Regions from separate parts of the Hordeum vulgare genome. Here region 2 is linked to region 1. The links are chromatin contacts, called in public Hi-C maps. All regions are on one chromosome and are shown on one strand. Each heading gives the region's core, a stretch centred on a gene start, on an enhancer-like site or on the middle of the called end of the contact. The rest is flanking DNA. Distances are from core to core; before and after follow the strand shown. Region 1 holds the start of LOC123448200 (protein ZINC INDUCED FACILITATOR-LIKE 1-like). Region 2 holds the start of LOC123448202 (translation initiation factor IF-2-like).

The links. Hi-C and Micro-C count contacts between places; a contact is called where the count stands out from the background.
Region 2: a contact with region 1 is called in a Hi-C map of seedling, with 4 times the contacts expected there. The contact joins the promoter of LOC123448202 here to the promoter of LOC123448200 in region 1. A contact is called at or near these places in 3 of 6 Hi-C or Micro-C datasets (leaf and seedling).

The regions. Positions count from the first base shown.
Region 1 is chr4H:148,190,097-148,194,982 of MorexV3_pseudomolecules_assembly, reverse strand. LOC123448200 (protein ZINC INDUCED FACILITATOR-LIKE 1-like) reads left to right here and starts at 2,562. Exons shown (of 17, transcript XM_045125013.1): 1 at 2,562-2,872. The coding sequence starts at 2,680.
Region 2 is chr4H:148,391,664-148,396,120 of MorexV3_pseudomolecules_assembly, reverse strand. It overlaps LOC123448202 (translation initiation factor IF-2-like), which reads right to left and starts at 2,943. Exons shown (of 2, transcript XM_045125018.1): 1 at 464-2,943. The coding sequence starts at 1,388. The coding sequence ends at 546. LOC123448201 (protein ZINC INDUCED FACILITATOR-LIKE 1-like) reads left to right here. Exons shown (of 17, transcript XM_045125017.1): 12 at 4,274-4,359; 13 at 4,448-4,457.

The DNA.
Region 1 (4,886 bases), core at 1,313-3,812:
CGCGAACCTAGGTCATAGGCGGGGCTCGGGGGTGTCTACGACGGTAGTCTGACGGCCTCAGGTGTCGCGGTCTTGGGCAAAAGAGAGAGGGGGTCGGGGATTCTTATAGGGCACGATGGCTGGGGTTGGCGGGTACGAGGAGCACACTGTCGCGGAGGCCGTGGCCACGACGTGCATCGGGTCGTGGCACGGTTAGCGCAGAAGGTGAGGGACAACCCTGACGTGCGGGCCCCGCACATTAGCGAGCGAGCGAGCGAGAGAGAGAGAGAGAGGTGCGCGGTGGGCTGGCTTGGTTGGCTTGGCCTTTTCTTTTTCTTGTGTTTTCTATTTTTTTGTTTCTCTTTTTCTATCTTTTTCTAAATTCAAATGTAGTTTGGATTTGAATTTCTTTCAAAAACAAACTTGCCCTAATTTTGAAATGGAATATTTAGAAATGTTTGAACATTTCTTTTGCGCAAATTAGGAATATATTTTCTACACTTATTTATACTATTTGAATTTGAATTTGATCGCAAAACCAAATTTGTTTCAAATCCACTATTAGGAAATGACAAAAGGTCTAGGTCATCATTTGGTCTTGTGGACTTTCATTTCCTGCCAAGTGGTTTGCAAAACTAGATTTGGAATTTCTTCCTTTTGATTTGTTCTGATTTTCAATCAAATCAATCAATTTTGTTTTTAAGGAAAATACTTTATTTGGCTTGGTTATTCTTGGGGCTTATTTGATTTTTTTGCCGAAGAATATTTCATTGTTTGGGGTTCCACCTAGTGGTTATGTATGTTGTCACTATTTGCACTGGGCTTCAACCCTTTTGATCAAGCAATCCAACAATTCTGGCTAGCAATCAATCAAGCAGGGTTTTATTTTGGAAAATTTTAAATCCCTGTGAATTTTTCAACATGCCAAATTCTGGGAAAATCTGGGATGTGACATTGCTTGCACTTGAGTATTGCTCCTTTTTCAAACTATCACCGGAAGCACACTTTTTTCTTTCATCCGGTGCCCTCAACTTTGGTCCAATATGTAGATCACCATTTGCATTCCGAGGACCTGGAGTAAGGCAATACAAATCTGGATGACCAAGGCGGCCACAGGAAAAGCAGAAGTGGGGCAATTGTTCGTATTGTATGTCGTACAAATCCATCTTTTTTCTCTTAGCTGAATCTATCAATATCCATCGTCTGAGTGGTTTGCTAACATTAATCAGACACGGGCCCAAAGGTAGCCACTCACATGATCAAACTGAACAGATGTTGCATTCTTATCAATATGTTTAGCTATCAACTTCCCCCATGAGTAGGTTATAGGGAAGATTTGAGACCCTAGCCCATAAATTGAGCCGATAAAACAAGACTTCATTCGGCCTCATATAGTCTTCAAACTCAGCCAAGATGACTGCTTTTTTGCTGACATGCCATGGAGATGCCTCCGAGAATCTTTGTCCCTCTATGTTTCAAACTCAGCCACCAAGTATTCTCCCCCATCGCTCTGAACTAGAGACCTATAGGGTTACCCCACTTCGGTTGAAGCGCTGAGATGGTATCTTTGTCCCTCTGTGTTTCAGACTCAACCACAAAGTATTCTCCCCCGTCGTTGTGAACCGGATACCTCTAGGGTTACCCCACACCGACCGAAGCGCTCCTGAGATGGTCCGGATATGCAAAAGATTGGGGTGTAGCACTCTCCCAGCCAGGAGCCACTTTGTCAGTTTCCCTTCTTCTGTGTCGTCGATCACCAATGGAATTGCCTTCTTATCATGGATCCCAAGTTTCCCGAGCGCCTCCTCCAAACGAACCCTAGCAGCCCGAGGAGAGCTGGGGCCCGAGTCGCGATGTGCATCGCTGGGCAGTGTCAACATCGCCCACGAAGTCCAGGACCACCTCGTCGTTCAAATCCGACGAGCGCCGTCACTTTCGCTCGAAACCCTAATCGCGAGAGAGGTTTTAGGTTTTTGCGGAAGGAGTAACGAATAAGCCAAGTAGGTTGGTATAGGGTAGGTATAGAGGTATAGAAGAGAGAAAGAAAACAGTTTGGTGTACATGTAAGTCCTATTTATGGTCTTCTATTCCAAATGGAGACCTGGTGTTGCTCATTTCCTCTTTTTCTTAAACACGGTGCAAACACAACCGTTCATATGCACGCGCATACACTCACATCTATGAACGCCGGGTACACACCTTATCTCTATGAGGCTATGAGCACCTCCGAGAGATTGAGCCGATATATCATCTTAAGATTCATGAAGTCATCGTAGGCGTCTTATCGTTGACAGAAACATCTTCTTTCATTAAAAATATATCGTCAAAAATCATAAAGAAAATTCATAAATAATGCGAGTTGCTTTGCTCCGTTGCACAACAAAGGTTTGGTTGGTATTCGAACGTCAAAGAAAAATAGAGAGAAAGAGAGAGAAGAGGTTTGGTTGGTATTATACGTTGGTCGATCCGATTTTGTTTCTCTCTTCTGGGTGACGGATCTGGTCGGCATGGCTACTTGAAACTTGATCGCCACGGAAGCAAAGCGAAATAAATTCTCACCCATCTCAAGCACGTGCAGCTTCATACGGATCATTGTTGGGTTCGCATTACTACATATAGCCTCGCTCCAAACAACCTCCCTTCCCCACCCCTTCCTCCCTCCCTCCCTAGTTCACAGAGACCACAGCCGCAGCCGTAAATATGGAGGAGCAAAACCGCAATGGGCGGGCCGCGGCGGCGGCAGAGTCGTCGGTGCCCTTGCTGGAGAAGAAGGCCGGCGCCGTGTCGTACGTGGATGGGTGCCCCGGCTGCGCGGTGGACCGGAGGAAGGCGGCGAACCCGGGCATCCCCTACGGCACCTTCATCTACGTCTGGACCGTCACCCTCTGCACCGGTCAGTACTCCCTCGATCACCACCACTGTTCACCCCCAATCTCCGCCCTGATTTTTTATTAATTATTAATTGGTGCATCAGCGCTTGGTTGCCCGCTTGATTTTATTTCATTTGATTTGATTCGACCAGCTTGTCGCGTGTACTAATAATAATTAACTGAATGGGAGGGTTTTAACCAGAAGAAATCAGGGAGAGTTGGTGCAGCAAGGGAACCGATAAATTCACCTCCACTACAACATTGGGACCATATAAACATAGGTTGGAATAGCGTCCTTTATCATAGATGTCAACCCAAGTAGGTACTCCATCGAATTGAATTGAATGGAATCCAAATTCAGTGTGCCCAAACAGTTGCAATTTTACCTCATCGTTTCCAGTCGAAGGCACACAGAAAAGAAAAGAGTAAAGTGCATTATGGGTCCTATGATTTGGTTTGAATTTCCAGTCGAGGACCATAATTTGATTGAGTAACTAGTCACCGTCATACTGCTATCACGGAGCAGTACTATGATTTGCTTGCCAAGGTGCAAGTAGGCAAAACACGCACGCACTCATTTGTAACTGTCCCAATCACAGGATCCCATCCAAGTTTGTTTATTAGTGTACATACAAGGTCTGATAGGATCCACAGTGAGTGGGACCTCACTCCCTAAAATACGGGCCGAACAGTATTACAACCTCACGCTGTAAAAAAAACGGCTACATTACACACACGCACAAAAAAAAACCCCGGCTTACATTAGTTACGGAGGGATAGTATTTGTAGTTAAAACAAAGGTCAGAAATTACCTTGACGTCTTCCATCTAGCTTGTTGTTTCAAACTTTGGTGAAGCACCATCTCATCCAGAGACATATATTTTCAGAATTCCATGTTTTTATTGAAATTTTCCAAATTCTTTCTTTATTTCTTGTACGCTCCAACAAGCAAGTTATCCCTTGTTAGTTTTTTCTTAAACAAGTGTAGGTATTCCTTTCATTTTTCCATGAACCACGGTGTTGTGTATATAATCAATTCGCTTTTCGATAGCCTCCCATCAGCTGACCACGTGGGACAGAACATACTGTGCGCTACTAATTTAGCAACCCAGCTAATATGTCAAGATAAATTACAGCTGATTAGCTCACTAGTTGACTGGAGTTCAGAAAATATATCATAGTTTGACCAGGTTGTCGCATGTACCAACAATTAACCTAATCAGAATGTTTTTAACCAAGACATAAATCAGGGAGAGTTGGTGAAGCACAGGGCTGCTGGTTGAACCGATAAAAATTTCACCCCAGACCCCGGTACAAAACTGGGACCATGTAAACAAAATTCAGTTGGACTACTATAAATCATAGATGTCAATCCAGGTGGGTGCACAGCAGCTAACAAGCCAACTGATCGAATTGAATGGAGTTCAGCTTCACTGTGCCTCCGGGTAGCTGGACAGGGCTACCAACCAGACAATAACATTTTTACGCCATCTTTTCCCGTTGAAGGCAACAGGAAAAATAAATAGTGAAATGCATTAGGGGCTCCATGATTTGGTTGCGTTTCTGGTTGAGGACCATAATTTGATCCGGGAGCTAGTCACTGTCATACTATCACGGAACAAATAGTACTATGCTTTGTTTGTCCTGTCTGGAGAAAGGCGCAAATTGACAAAACACGCACGCACTTGCACTGTCCCGATCACATGAAACAAGATCCCATCCGACTAGTTTAGTACAGTACTGGACAAGTAACCCAAGATTGAGAGCATCATTTGAATCACAATCCAACCGGCGAATCCGAAAATAGAAAGGTGAAATGTAGGATGCTGCATAAGGGCAACTGTGATGACCCCTAAAACGGGCACCGCATCTGTCCGCGGACCGCTCCGACCGATCTGAACAAATTTGGAAGCACAAACATTTTTTGAATCTGGAGAACAAATTTTGAAACAGAAAATAATTTTGAAAACCCCGAACAAATTAGGAAGCGCGAACAATTTTTGAAGCACAAACACTTTTTCAATCTTGAGAACAAAT
Region 2 (4,457 bases), core at 1,694-4,193, 200 kb before region 1:
GCGGCCGACCCCGGCATCCCCGAGAAGAGGGGGCACCGGATGTCAGCGGGCCGGGGGAGGCAGACCTGGGACCGACCCACGTACCACGCGGCGGGTCTCGGTGGGGTTGAGCCGGGTGGGAGGGCGCCCCCTGGGCTCCCGGATAGAGGGGAGCCCAACTATGGGCGTCACGGTCCCATCCACAACCGGGGGTGCAACACCATCCCTGGTCTCTCTATGACCAGGTACGGGGTGCACCGTGGGGGGGGGGGTGCCCGCGCAGCAAGTACACGGGCTTCCGCCAGCGCCCCCTCAAGCCTCTCTTTCGCACACAAGGCGAAGATCTGCTCAAGAGGGGGACATTTTTCTCCTCGGAACACAATGCCACTATTTGCAGCCACTTCAGCCAAACGGGGAACCATATCGCTAGAGAGCACAGAGAACCTAGAACCAGACTGAGAGGGAGGAAGAGGGGAGGACGTACCCGAAAACAGATCACGGGCTGCAGCACAGCAAGCCGCCAGCTCAGGGATCGTCGGGATGCGGCTATCCTGAAGGATCCGGGACTAGCTGATCCGCGTGCTCTGTCGCGCCGCCACCACGAGGGAGGCGCCCTCACGTGGCCTCGAGCGTGGTGCGGGGGGGGGGGGGGGGGTCTCAGACACCCAGCCAGGGTGGACGACCATAGGAGGGCCTGGGTCCGGGGACCCCAAGGTCGGGGAAGGAGGGGACCCCGGAGAACGCGAGTAGCAGACCACCCCAGGCGAGCGCAGGGAGGAGGCAGGGCACACCTCCATACCCACACTCACCTCCTCCTCGGCGGCGACCACCAGGCGGTCAGAGACAGGGAGGGCCATCCCAGTGCCTACGGCCGCCTTCGGCACCAAAGCCACCACGGGGGTACTCTCCGCGGGCCCCGACGGTCCAGCGGGCGCAGTGTCGGGGTTGCGCTGACCATCGGACGGTTCGGGCAGAGCCCCTCCAACATCCTCATCGCCCTCGGAAGACGAACCCTCCTCCGAAGATCCCTCCTCGCCACCAAGCCCCCCATCGCCAGGGGCTAGGCCAGCCAGGGCCGAATCCAGCGGGTCCACGAGGGTCGGGGACTCGAGCTCGAAGGTGAGGCGCCTGCCCTTGGACCCGAAGTAGAAGACCAAGGACATGCCATCGATCTCAGCGGGAGCCGGGCAGAGGATCTCAATGCGGGCGGGAGCATCATCCTCAAATGATGCCAGGTCGGCGGTGATCAACTTGCCCATCGGCTCGGAGATAGCTTTCAGGATGTGGGTAAGCTTGCCACCCCGCGGAGCCACGCTGCCTCCCCTTGGGAGGCCATATACGAGGACCCACACCTTCTCCAGGGGCGGGACGGGGTCAGGTTCTGCCGCCGCCGCCTGCACGGAAATCATGAACTTGTTGATGGGACAGCGGATGAGGTCATGTGAGCAGACCCGGAGTAGCTTGGCCGAGGGAAAGGGTGCCGAGAAGACGAGGGGGGCCGTCTCAGTCACCTCCCAGGCGAACTCGGAATCACGAAAGTCGCCAATGTAAGCCGCGAGCTCAGCCCGGATGAGGCCAGCCGAGATCAACAGCCCCTCCGGGATGACCTACTCGGAAGCCAGGGTGACCGTCGCCAGGTGAGGCCGAGCCGGCTCCTCCTCAATCTCCGCATCCACGAAGTAGAAACTCCCACGCTCAGCACCATACCCAAGGTATGCGAGGGTCGTGGGGCACTGCGGGGGGCCTCACACTCCGAGCGGAAGTGACCTGCGCATCCGCAGTTGATGCACATCGTGTCCTCACGGGAGCGCTGGCGACTAACCCGCGTGGCGGGAGGGGGGGGGGGTCCAGAGCCTCCTGTTCAGGAGCCCCCGACAGGGTCAGGCACCCAGCACCCGCGAGAGTAGCAGCAGCGGCCTTCTTCTTCTTCGACTTCTTCTTCTTAGTCGGGGCCGGGGCGGGCAGAGGGGCGCCAGGCGGGACCTCGGGGGACACGCGCCTGGGAGGCCCGTCATCCCGGCGCTAGTCCGCACCCTCCGCCCGAGAGGTGCGCCAGTCAGAGCGGCGATCATCATCGCTGCGCCGCACATGCGGCCCGCCCCGCCGGTCCTCCCAGCGATGGTCCTGACGATCCCGCCTCCAAGTGGGCGCCGAGGTCCGGTGAGCAGGGGCACGGGCAGGGGGAGTGCGAGGAGCATGCGCGTCCCGAGGCCGAGAAACCGGAGGGGGGCGCGCCACCAACTCAGCCCGAAGGGCCGCTTCCCGGTCCACATCAGACCTCACACTCCGAATGTCCCCCGACGAGCCCGGCAGCGGCAGGCGGGGGTCCCGGTCCGGGTGGGGGTGGCGGAGGGAGGTTCCGGAGTAGTATTTCGGGGACCTCCCTAGCCGACTGGTACCCACGCGGCCGGAACTTGACGAGCCAGCGCCGGCACCCCCATCCGGGGCGAGATCACGGGAGAGGCCGCGGGCTGGGAGAGCTGGTCGGCCGGACTGGCCATCCCCAGCATGACGGGTCATCAGAGCCTCCCGGTAGGAGAGCCTTAGAGAGGGGCGGACGGGAGCAGGGGGCGGCCGACCGTGCACAGGGGAGTCGGCCGCAGCGTAGTCCAGCCGCGCGCCAGAATGGCGCCTGCTGGCTGTCGGAGGGAGGCAGGCGCGAGCGAGGGCGGGGCGCACACAACTTGGGCAGGAGAAGCCGACCGAGGAGCCGGGCGCACAGGGGAATGAGGTTGGGCGACAGAACGAGGAGGCGGCGCTCGGGTCGGGGGGGGAACCCTAATCCCGCGCCTGGCCGGCCTCCCCTGTCCTGGGCCTCGACGCGGTGGCTGGGGTGGGCCCTTGTGGGCCTCAGCCCACCTCTGTTTAACCCGCGCCAGAGCGTGCAGTGCGCGGCGGGAGGCCCAAGCAACCTCTTTGGCCGAGATGGGTCGTGGTCTGCTCCGTGGGGGCCAGAGAGGGGGATAGCTGCCCAACGACCCGCCGGTCTGCCCGAATCGGTAGGGCACGGGGGAGGGAGCACCGCCCGGGCGCCACCCGTCGCCGGCACCGGCGTCGCCGCCGCGCAGGGGGGCAGGGTACCGATGCCAGGCCGGGCCACGCAGGCGCCATCCCCGGCGGCCACCACGGGGGATAACCCGGGCGGCACACCGGCAAGGGGCGGGCGGGGGGGGGGGGTGTCATCGGGGAAGGCCAGCGTCCTGACGCCGGAACCCGCCGCCCGACCACCTTCGCCGGCCGCCGGCGGGCAGGTCGCGCCGCGGCCAGGAAGAGGCCAAGCTGCGGAGGTGCCAGGGAGACAGGCATCTCCAGCCGGCCCTCCCCCTCCGAAGACTGCTCGAGCTCGTCGGCATCTAGCTCCTCAGCCCAGTCCGCCCAGCGCCTCGCCGACAGGGGAAAGCGGAGGGAGGGCGCCGCCGACAGGGCTGGCGGGGGCACAGGGTCCATGCGGCACGCTGGCCGGGCGCTGTAAGAGAGCCACTCAGGCCGTCAGTCCTTCATGGCCGCCAGTCCGCCGCAGGGGGAGAGCGCCCTCAGTCGCATGCTGTCTCTTCTACCGTCAACCCTGCCAACCCTTTCCTTTCAGTCTGCTAATGGTAATAATTTCCATCTGTGTTAATATGGAATCTTCTCATCGTCTGTTCAAATGTTCTATCAGCCGAGAGTAATCAACTCAGTTAAAACTTAAAAGTAATGATTTGGGCCCAGCATGAGCTTTAACTGTTAGACAGAATGGGAAATGGCCAAATCGATTTTCTCTATGCAGTGAGAGAGATATGCATCATAGCCCTCATGGTGGATCTGAAACTCTTTACACCCTACTCAAACTGAAGGTTTATCTGAAACATTGATTTGAGAACATGAAGCCGATATTGTTCTCTAATTTGGGGCTTTGTGAAGAAATCTGCCAATGGAATGTCTGTTGGAACATATTGGGATCGAACGAATAGTTGACTATTGGCAGTGAGAGCGCATGAATGATGCTTCCATGATTAACGGATCATTGAAAATGTGAATAGGATAATTATATTATCACAAAGGAGAGACACGGAGGCATCACATAAAACACCAAAAGCCATCGAAGCCATAAATTTTCTGATGTGGCAGTGGCAAGGGGCTCAAGGTTCATTAAAATTCGATGCATTATTAATCATATTTCACTAACATTGTACACAGTGAGTAGCATCAATGTTAAGTTCTTTTTCTCAAGCATATTCCTTGGTATTCATTTTCCCCTTCAGTAGAACGAGCCTTCTATGGTAACAACACGGTCAGTATTGTATGTCCATTTCAGGTGGCAGTGTGCTTGTGTATCAAATGTTCATATACCCACGCATCAATAAAATTCTTGGACCGATCAAATGTTGTCAAATCGCAGCCGTGAGTAAAAACCTGCTATTTTTTTTTAATTGCTGAAGTTCTTCTATCCTCTGACTTTATATCTTAACTATTGTGATTGACCTTGCAGGCTCTGTGCA